2 separate regions of the Salmo salar genome follow, and region 2 is linked to region 1. Evidence: chromatin contacts called from public Hi-C data. All regions are on one chromosome and are shown on one strand. Each heading gives the region's core, a stretch centred on a gene start, on an enhancer-like site or on the middle of the called end of the contact. The rest is flanking DNA. Distances are from core to core; before and after follow the strand shown.

Region 1 (4,668 bases), core at 934-3,433:
CCTATCCATTGAACAAAATATGTTTGCAGTACCATGGAATTTACAGCAGCTTTCCATTTCATGAAGCACCAAGGTACAGTATGTCAAAAATGTATACTTTAGTGCGCAAGAGAATCATAGTAATGTAGCTAGCCTAGGTGCACTGCGGTTTCGTCATTCTACAATACTCTCTCATTTGACAAGACAACGTCGAGTTAACTAGTTAAAAAAGCCCCTGTGGAACTTCAGCAACATAACTTCTTATGTTAATCTTGCATTGATGTCTGTGTATAGACTTCACCAACAGTTGTGTGTGGATATCTTCAGTCATGAATTGGGCCTTACAGACTCAACGTCTTGTTGTATACAAGCAGCTATGCATGTTTTGATCAGGTGTCATGTATGCGGAAGTAGTCCAAGAGCTTCAATAGCCCAATTTACAGTGTAAATCAACAGTTTGATGTGGGCTATTTCTAGCCTAGATATGGTGGGGCTGTATAGCCAACTCCTAGGGTTGTTTGGCATAACAAGGCCCACAGGAATTGGCTAAACAGCACAAACATATCTAGGACCAGGCTAGGATATCTGAACTGGCTAATCAAAAGCAAGCTTCTCTGTGCACACAAGCAAAAAAATGTTTTAAGTAATATTACCAAAATACAGAGAAAAGGTTCTTTAGCTAGGTTCTCTCTCTTTGGGCTTACCACCATCTTGGCCTCGGAGTGTGTGAAATGTTTTTGTTTTGCTGTGTCCGTCACTGTGCTTATTGACTGTACTTTCATCAGAGTGTCGGAGCATTTTGTAGGGTGGTGTTGGATCTGACAACCCATCTCGCATTTTATCCTGACGGTGAAGGGTGGTAGATTGACTCTTGGGCTGGGATTTGTGGGTCTGCAATACATATAGGCTTGTGTCAGTCAACATAGCAATACAACGTTTCCTCTTTATGGATGAACACCTTTCCACCCACTGACATATGATACTGTAGGCCTACTTCCTACTCTTGACATTGATTGTGCTGTACTTTTCATTCCTGCCTAGCTATGTATGCACAACCTTGTGTAACGTTGTTTCATGCACAGCTAGCTAACTAGCTCCCTTAACCCACATTTGTCAATTTATTGTACTGCAATTTGAGCCATTTTACGTATTCTGAGTTACTACACTGGTTACTAAATCCATCCTTTGTGTAGTATTCAGACTATCAAGATAGATAACCAATGGAGCATAACGATCTAATATATTAGCTATGTAACTGGCCATCAAGGACTGTATTTAAGTTAGCTAGCTATCGCGTAAAAATAAACATAGCTAGCTAACGTTAGTTGGCTAACGACTAGCTGGCTAGCTGGCTAATGTTACGTCAAGGGAAATACAGTCGGCAGCTAGCTTGTTGGTTAACTATTAGTTATTGTTCAACATTAGTTAGCTCGGTAATTTAACTAACTAGTTGTAGCCCAACTTGTGTTCACTGACGTTAACGTAATGTTGCCAAATCCTGAGCCAAGGCTTTTGAGTTGCAAAACTAAAGCCAGGCAAAGGCCTGCCTGGCTTACGAGTTAACGCACGTTAGCTAGCTAACACACTTGCTACCTACGTCGCTAGCTAGCGTGCTATATCCACTTGCTTTACCTGATAGGGTTGTGAATCCCTTCGGTCGTTACACCTGAAATATAGACAAAAGAAAGTTAGCTAGCTATAGGCACACATTTGAAATGTTGATGCTGCAAAAATATACTAGCTAACTAGTTAGCCACTGTAGCTACTGACGTTAGTTACCTAGCGACAACGTAGTTAGCTAGTTGTAACTAACTAGCTAGATAAATGAAAACCTTAGCTACATTATTATGTCAAGGGAAGGGTAAAGCTGTCAAAGAGAAGTGACAAAATGTATTATCGTTTACCCATCGCTGAGTCTCGGTTGTTTCCTTGTATGCATTACCATCAATGCCGTGTTGATGTGTGTGTGTGCGCGAGGGGTGAACTATTGACAACAAAATATTATTATCGTCTTCAGTTAATTGATCTTGGTGATGTCTCGGTAATTAGTTAGCCAGCTGGGAAGCCAGCAACTAGATTTGCACAATTGATAGCTATGTTGGCCTTTGGTCCATTATTTGCTCGCCTAAAATGCACAATCTCTTCTGTGCAGTGCAAGTGAAAGGAAACAGGCGTAGCAATGAAATCAGCCCCGCCTCCACACACTTAGCTATTTCCGGGATACTCCCTTGTCGAAAAAGGTTCGCAAAACCTTCAGCTAATCAATGATTTGCAATGCAGTCAGACGAATTGCAGTGGTTGAAATAACAACAAAGCCCACCTCTGAGAATGCAGATGGCCAATAACATTTGATGATAAAAAAGTATTGATACAAGGGGTAGGTCTTTGCACTTTTCCTGCCCCTGCCCAATATGTTGGATAGTCCAAAGTTAAACAACTCTCTAAGGGCCCAATGCAACATGACAGAATTATAAACCAACCCCTAGTCTCTACCCTAGTGTTTTTCATTCGTCCATGGGGTGTGCACAGTACAACCCATTATAACTAATCAAAGTATTGCAAGTTAATTGAATTTCATAGCACTAGGCTGAGACAAAAGCCCACATACACTGGCCCTTCGGTACCAGTAAGAACACAGGCCGGATAGCCTATTTTTTGATTGACCCTGTTCTGGATAACCTACTAATCAGGACCGATGCTGTCTTTCTGTATCCTTCTCTGTCTGTATATGCCTAATGATAAGGCGAAATCAGACCATCCCTTTATCTGGCCTTGATTTCCAATGCCTGGTCTAGTCCACTCAGGTCTGAAGGAACCAACGATATACAACTGATTGGTAAACTTTTAAGGGGAAGGAAACTGGTGAAAGTCGCATTGGGCTAATATTGTCTGGTTCAGACTGGCTCTCATTGCTTTTACTGTATTTTTGTCTCCTTTTCTGTTTGCATGTGGATGTTCAAATGGACCCGAACCTTCTCTCTGGTGAGTGTTACCCTATTTGGACTGTACTGAGCTTGCTGAATTGCATATTGACAGCAACTTTATTTACACTTATTTTAAATCCTATAGCTCTAGAGAATTAAAAACAAACAAATAAATTAATATTAATGAAGAATAAATGCAGCACTTTAGACACGAACAGTATGCAAATATGTTTTATTTCACCACAGCTAGTCTGATTTATTAAACCTCTTTGGGCTAGGGGGCAGTATTTTCACGTCCGGATGAAAAGCATGCCCAGAGTAAACTGCCTGCTACTCAGGCCCAGAAGCTAGGATATGCATATTATTAGTAGATTTGGATAGAAAACACTCTCAAGTTTCTACAACGGTTTGAATGATGTGTGTGAGTATAACAGAACTCATATGGCAGGCATAAACCTGAGAAGAATCCAACCAGGAAGTGGGAAATCTAAGCCTTGTAGTTTTTCAAGTGATTGCCTATCCAATATACAGGGTAAATTGGGTCATATTGCACTTCCTAAGGCTTCCAGTAGATGTCAACAGTCTTTAGAACATTGTTTCAGGCTTCTACTGTGAATGGGGAGAGAATAAGAGCTGTTGGAATCAAGTGTCTGGAAAAAAGGCATGAGCTCAGTCACGCGCGCGGCCTTGGGAGCGAGCTGAGTTCCTCTTCATTCCTAAAGACAAAGGAATTGTCCGGTTGGAATTTTATTGAAGATTTATGATAAAAACATCCTAAAGATTGATTCTATACATAGTTTGACATGTTTCTACAAACTGTAGTATAACTTTTTGGACTTTTCGTCTGGACTTAGTGCGCACGCACCTTGTGCATTTGGAATAGTGAACCTAACGCGCGAACAAAATGGAGGTATTTGGACATAAAGATGAACTTTATCGAACAAAACAAACATTTATTGTGGAACTGGGATTCCTGGGAGTGCATTCCGATGAAGATCATCAAAGGTAAGTGTATATTTATAACGCTATTTCTGACTTCTGTTGACTCCACAACATGGCGGGTATCTGTATGGCTTGTTTTGGTGTCTGAGTGCTGAACTCAGATTATTGCAAGGTGTGCTTTCGCCGTGAAGCTTTTTTTGAAATCTGACACAGCGGTTGAATTAAGGAGAAGTGTATCTTTAATTCAGTGCATAACACTTGTATATTTTATCAAAGTATTTCTGTAAATTGATGTGGCTCTCTGCAAAATCACCGGAGGTTTTTGAGGCAAAACATTACTGAACATAACGCGCCAATGTAAACTGAGATTTTTGGATATAAATATGAACTTTATCGAACAAAACATACATGTATTGTGTAACATGAAGTCCTATGAGTGCCATTTGATGAAGATCATCAAAGGTTAGTGATTCATTTTATCTCTATTTCTGCTTTTTCTGACTCCTCTCTTTGGCTGGAAAATGGCTGTATGTTTTTTTTGTGACTAGGTGCTTACCTAACATAATCGTTTGGTGTGCTTTCGCTGTAAAGCCTTTTTGAAATCGGACACTGTGGTTGGATTAACGAGAATCTTATCTTTAAAATGGTGTATAATACTTGTGTTTAAGGAATTTTAATTATGAGATTTCTGTTGTTTGAATTTGGTGCCCTGCACTTTCACTGGCTATTGTCAAATCGATCCCGCTAAAGGGATTTGATCCCTAAGAAGTTTTAAGCACAGTTTCTTAGTTTTTCCAATTCTCTTTAAATTATTGAGTCTTTT
Region 2 (4,668 bases), core at 1,276-3,775, 210 kb after region 1:
GTACAGAGATGAGGTAGTCATTAAAAAATAATTTTAAACACCATTATTGCACACAGAGTGAGTCCATGCAACTTATTGTGACTTGTTAAGCAAATGTTTATTCCTAAGCTAATTTAGGCTTGCTTATAACAAAGGGGTTGAATACTTCATGACTCACATAATTCAACTTTGACATTATGGGGTAATGTTTTGTAGGCCAGGGACACAAAGTCTCAATTTAAAACTCAGGCTGTAACAACAAAATGTGGAACAAGTCAAGGGGTGTGAATACTTTCTGAAGGCACTGTACGTAGTTCTTCTGAAATAGTACATCCTGGGATGTATTCAGGGGCAGGAAAGGAACAAACATTTTGAAACATAGGTTACCTCCTATCTAAATGTACAATAACATGGACTCAAGGACAGTCGCGTTGCGTAAAAGAATCAGAAAATGACAATTTGCATTTCAGGTAAAATAACAACCCAATGTCCAACCCCCAGGTCAAACTAGCTAGCAACAGCTAGTTGGCTAAATGTCCATTAACGTTTCATGTGTATTTCAAACCTGCAGCCAAATGAATTGGTTCAGGCTCATATTTTAACCAGCATGTCCTTTTTGCGTCTGGTTTGGACAGACGAAATCAAAATGCGTGTATTGACTCATTTTCAAAACCTTTTTTTGTGCCTGCTGAAAACAACCCTAATGTTGGAGCAAAACAAACATATGTTTTTCAGTGTCTTTTAAAACACCTGAACAAAGTGGATGTTGTTAAACAAAGTAACTGTAAACAAAAAAAACACTGTTTAGCCTCAAAACTAATTTTGATATCATAGATGGTCAGTCCATAGCTATATGCCTATGATGCTATGCCTATGTTGCTGAGAGTGGTTACATTTATCCGTACCTGAACAAGTATCTGTGCGTTATAAAACGCTCAGAAAGCTCTGATTCAACAAACTTAAAAAATATATATGTTTGTTTATCACCAAATATGGAGTTTTGTTGAGCAACCATCTTCATTTACTCCTGTTACAACTGGTATGTACTTCCAACAAAAGGTCTAAATAAAAAACATACTTGCACCCGAAAAAAAATAAGCCTGTTTAGCACCTCCAATGTAAATCACTCATTACTGCCACACACAGGTCAGAAGTCTACAACAGGCATTTTTTAGTTGCTTGTACATTTTATTTTGACCTTTGTTGGAAGTACATACCAGCCGTAATAAATGAAAATCGCTGCTCAGTGAAACTCCTTATTTGGTGATACTTATTTTTACATTATAATGCTTGCAGAGCTGGTGAATGAGAGTGAGTCAGAGCTTTCTGGGCATTAGAGGTCTATAACACATAGATACTGGTTCACCATCAGTTATTTACCAAAACAGTGGCAACTTGGTTTTTGTTTGCACTGCAGATTGTTTCTTTAAGAATGTGAATTTCCTGGTGTTCACTTCACAGCGTACATTAGCCACACCTAAGAAAATCAGCCTAACTACAGTTTGAATAATACATTACATTTTCATACACTTACCCAAATAGCAAGCTTGGCACTGTTCCCATCCACTGCAATTGTTTTTACTTTGAAATCCACACCTGCATCAAAAAGAGGGAGGCAGGAGCAGACTCAAGTGGTGAACCATAAATATGAATAGCCTAATGTGTGACATAACAACATTCCATTGTCACATTGGCCTAGCAACGGTGTCAAAACTGCTGTTAGAGTGGGAATTCTGTGTTTTCCCCTTCCCATTAACAGTGCACTGGGGCATACTCCTTTGATGGTGGAGATCCTTTAGACTTACCTATGGTTGCTGCTAGCTCTGGGTCAAAAGTATCATCTGTGAATCTCAGGAGAAGACTGTTTGGGGATAGAAGGGCAACACCATGTCTGAGAGCAGGCATTTTAACACTGACACACCAGATATAGGCTACCTAGCCCACAACCTAGAAAAACTATTTAGTTAGTAACTAACAAGGGCTGGGGTGGGTTTGCCACACACCACCAGTTCCAGATAGCTAGCTAGTAGATCAACCAGTATCTGGGCAAACGAGAAGGATGTGACAAGAACTCCTCTGTGCCGAGAAAGCTAACGTTACTCGTCGTCTCGTTTGCCCAGATACTGGTTCTGCTAGACAAAGATAACTAACTAACACGTAGCTAGCAATTTGCCAGCAAATATTTAAATAATCATCAAGTAAGATGATAAAAAGCAAGTGTAGGAAAGAGATTTTCATTTCCAATTCAAAGGACAAACGGATACAGCTGGTTATACAGCTAACGTTAGCTAATGTGTTAACTAAGAAAAGTTACAGTGTAGCTGACGTTAGCTCAAGATAACGTTAGTAGGCAAAATAGCCTTCCTGTAGTGAGCAAAACTTCAAAACAAAGACTATCTTACCTTGACTTTCCGACACCACTCTCACCAATTATCAATATTTTCAAAGTTGTCAACACGTCGTCGTCCATATTTCTTACGTTTTTCTAAGCTGTCTTTTAATCAGTTTTTTGGGGTGTTTGTCTGACGTTGACAGTGCGATTTTCGGCTTGGCGCTATGACCGCTACAACAGTAACGAAGCACTTCCGGTTCGTTTTTTTTCCTCCAAAATAAGAGTACTATCCTGTGAACTGTGTAAAATGAACACTGTTCATTAATTGTGAAGGCAAACATGATCGAAAATACGGAAAAGTTTCAATATATATTATAGTATATTAACTTGTCTCACACCTTGGTTCCTAGTGAATACACCCCTGGATTTTTCTTATGGAACATACATATTGCTGTTACAGTGTAGGAACCATAGTTTAGGTCCATATTTACCAGGGGACCTTCCTGTTTAACCAGTATGATGACTATATTCAGTATTGCCAGTAAAAGGGTGAAGCTAAATCACATGTGCTTATCAGTCAAAGTCTCACTGATATGCATATGAAACATTCTCAGAGTAAATTCAGAAAACTGGGGTTTTGTTTTACACCCGTGCTTTGTGGCAGCCGGTACTTTGTACTTGGTTGTGATACTTTGTGCTGCCTCACTTGTTCTTTGGGCATTTGTTTTTGTGACGCGGTTGCGTTATATTCAATATTGCCTCAGTAAAGTGCTTTGTCCACTCATCTCTGCTCTCCTGCGCCTGACTTCCATGCACCAGCTACACCCACCATTTGACAAAATGACACATTTGTTGTTGACTAAATGTATCCTAACATAGTTAATTAATAACTAATACATGAACAAATGGATTTTGGATACATTGTAATAGTCAGTCAATTTTAGTAGTAATATTTAATGTGACTGCTCATTTAAAAAATATTTAAAATGACTGCTTAGAGACAGTGGATGCACTATGAGAGATCAACTCACTAACCAACCACGCACAAGATGCCAACAACATCCTCTTTCTGTCACACCCTGATCTGTTTCACCTGTCCTCATTATTGTCTCCACCCCCTTCAGGTGTCGCTTGTTTTCCCCAGTGTATTTATCCCTGTGTTTCCTATCACTCTGTGCCAGTTCATCTTGTATGTCCAAGCCTACCAGTTTTCCTGCGTTGCCTTTTCTCCTTTTTCTAGTCCTCCTGGTTTTGACCCTTGCCGGTTCTGGAATCTGTTACCGCCTGCCTGACCATTCTGCCTGCCTGGCCAGCTACTCTGTACCTGTCACGACTTCCGCCGAAGTCGGTTCCTCTCCTTGTTCGGGCGGCACTCGGAGGTCAGCATCGCCGGTCTTCTAGCCATCATCGATCCATTTTCCATTTGTTTTGTCTTGTTTTCTCACACACCTGGTCTCAATTTCCCTCATTACATGTTGTATATTTAACCTTCTGTTCCCCCCATGTCTTTGTGCGGAATTGTTTATTGTAAGTGTATGTGCACGTCGTCTCTGGTGCGCGATGGGTATTGTACCCATTTTTGTTCTGGTTACCGGTGGTTTTTAGAATAAAACTGCTCCGTTGATTACCCAGTTTTGCTCTCCTGCACCTGACTTCCCTGTCGCCAGTTACGCACTCCCTTACAGTACCTCCTGGACTCTGATCTGGTTATGACCTTTTGCCTGTCCACGACCATTCTCTTGCCTATTGCCTTTGGATTTATTAAACATCTTAAACTCCAACCATCTGCCGCCTGTGTCTGCATTTGGGTCTCACCTTGTGACATACTTTCCTACTAACATTACCAAGATCAGGGTAGTGGTTTCTCTTTTATTAGAAGTAATCAAATTAATCCCACACACCTGCAACTTTTTTTAAATTACAAAAGAAATTACAATTGACTGCTTACAAATGAAATGTCAATGTTTGGTTGTCAAATCAGATTTTTTTTTTTAAAACCATAAAATCATAAAAGGGGCTTATTTAGCGCACCTACAGGCTTAGGGTACAGTGGTATCCTTTAAGCTCACTTATGACTTTTCAAATATTACGTAATGCCCTTATGAATGACGACCTATTTGAGCGTCGAAAAGGAGGCTTTTAATTAGTGAATTTAAAATACTCATAGAAATAATGGAGTATATATCAAACATTTAATTTCAACCTAAGGCACAGTATCTCAACATCTGTGGCATTACTGATATCAGAACTATTATTTTTGTATTTTATAATATATAATATTTCTGCCACTAAAATTAATTTTATTAGACTACATTTTTATTTGAATAAAAAATATAATACAAACCTGAATGGCTTGA

Evidence for each region. Hi-C and Micro-C count contacts between places; a contact is called where the count stands out from the background.
Region 2: a Hi-C map of gill shows a contact between it and region 1, with 3 times the contacts expected there. The contact joins the promoter of rab18 here to the promoter of LOC106588083 in region 1. A contact is called at or near these places in 2 of 3 Hi-C or Micro-C datasets (gill and muscle).

Annotation. Positions count from the first base shown.
Region 1 is chrssa03:9,376,688-9,381,355 of Ssal_v3.1, forward strand. It overlaps LOC106588083 (WW domain-containing adapter protein with coiled-coil), which reads right to left and starts at 2,184. Exons shown (of 13, transcript XM_014176749.2): 1 at 1,884-2,184; 2 at 1,612-1,645; 3 at 684-870. The coding sequence starts at 1,924.
Region 2 is chrssa03:9,585,729-9,590,396 of Ssal_v3.1, forward strand. It overlaps rab18 (Ras-related protein Rab-18), which reads right to left and starts at 2,526. Exons shown (of 7, transcript NM_001139788.1): 1 at 2,382-2,526; 2 at 1,785-1,840; 3 at 1,514-1,575. The coding sequence starts at 2,449.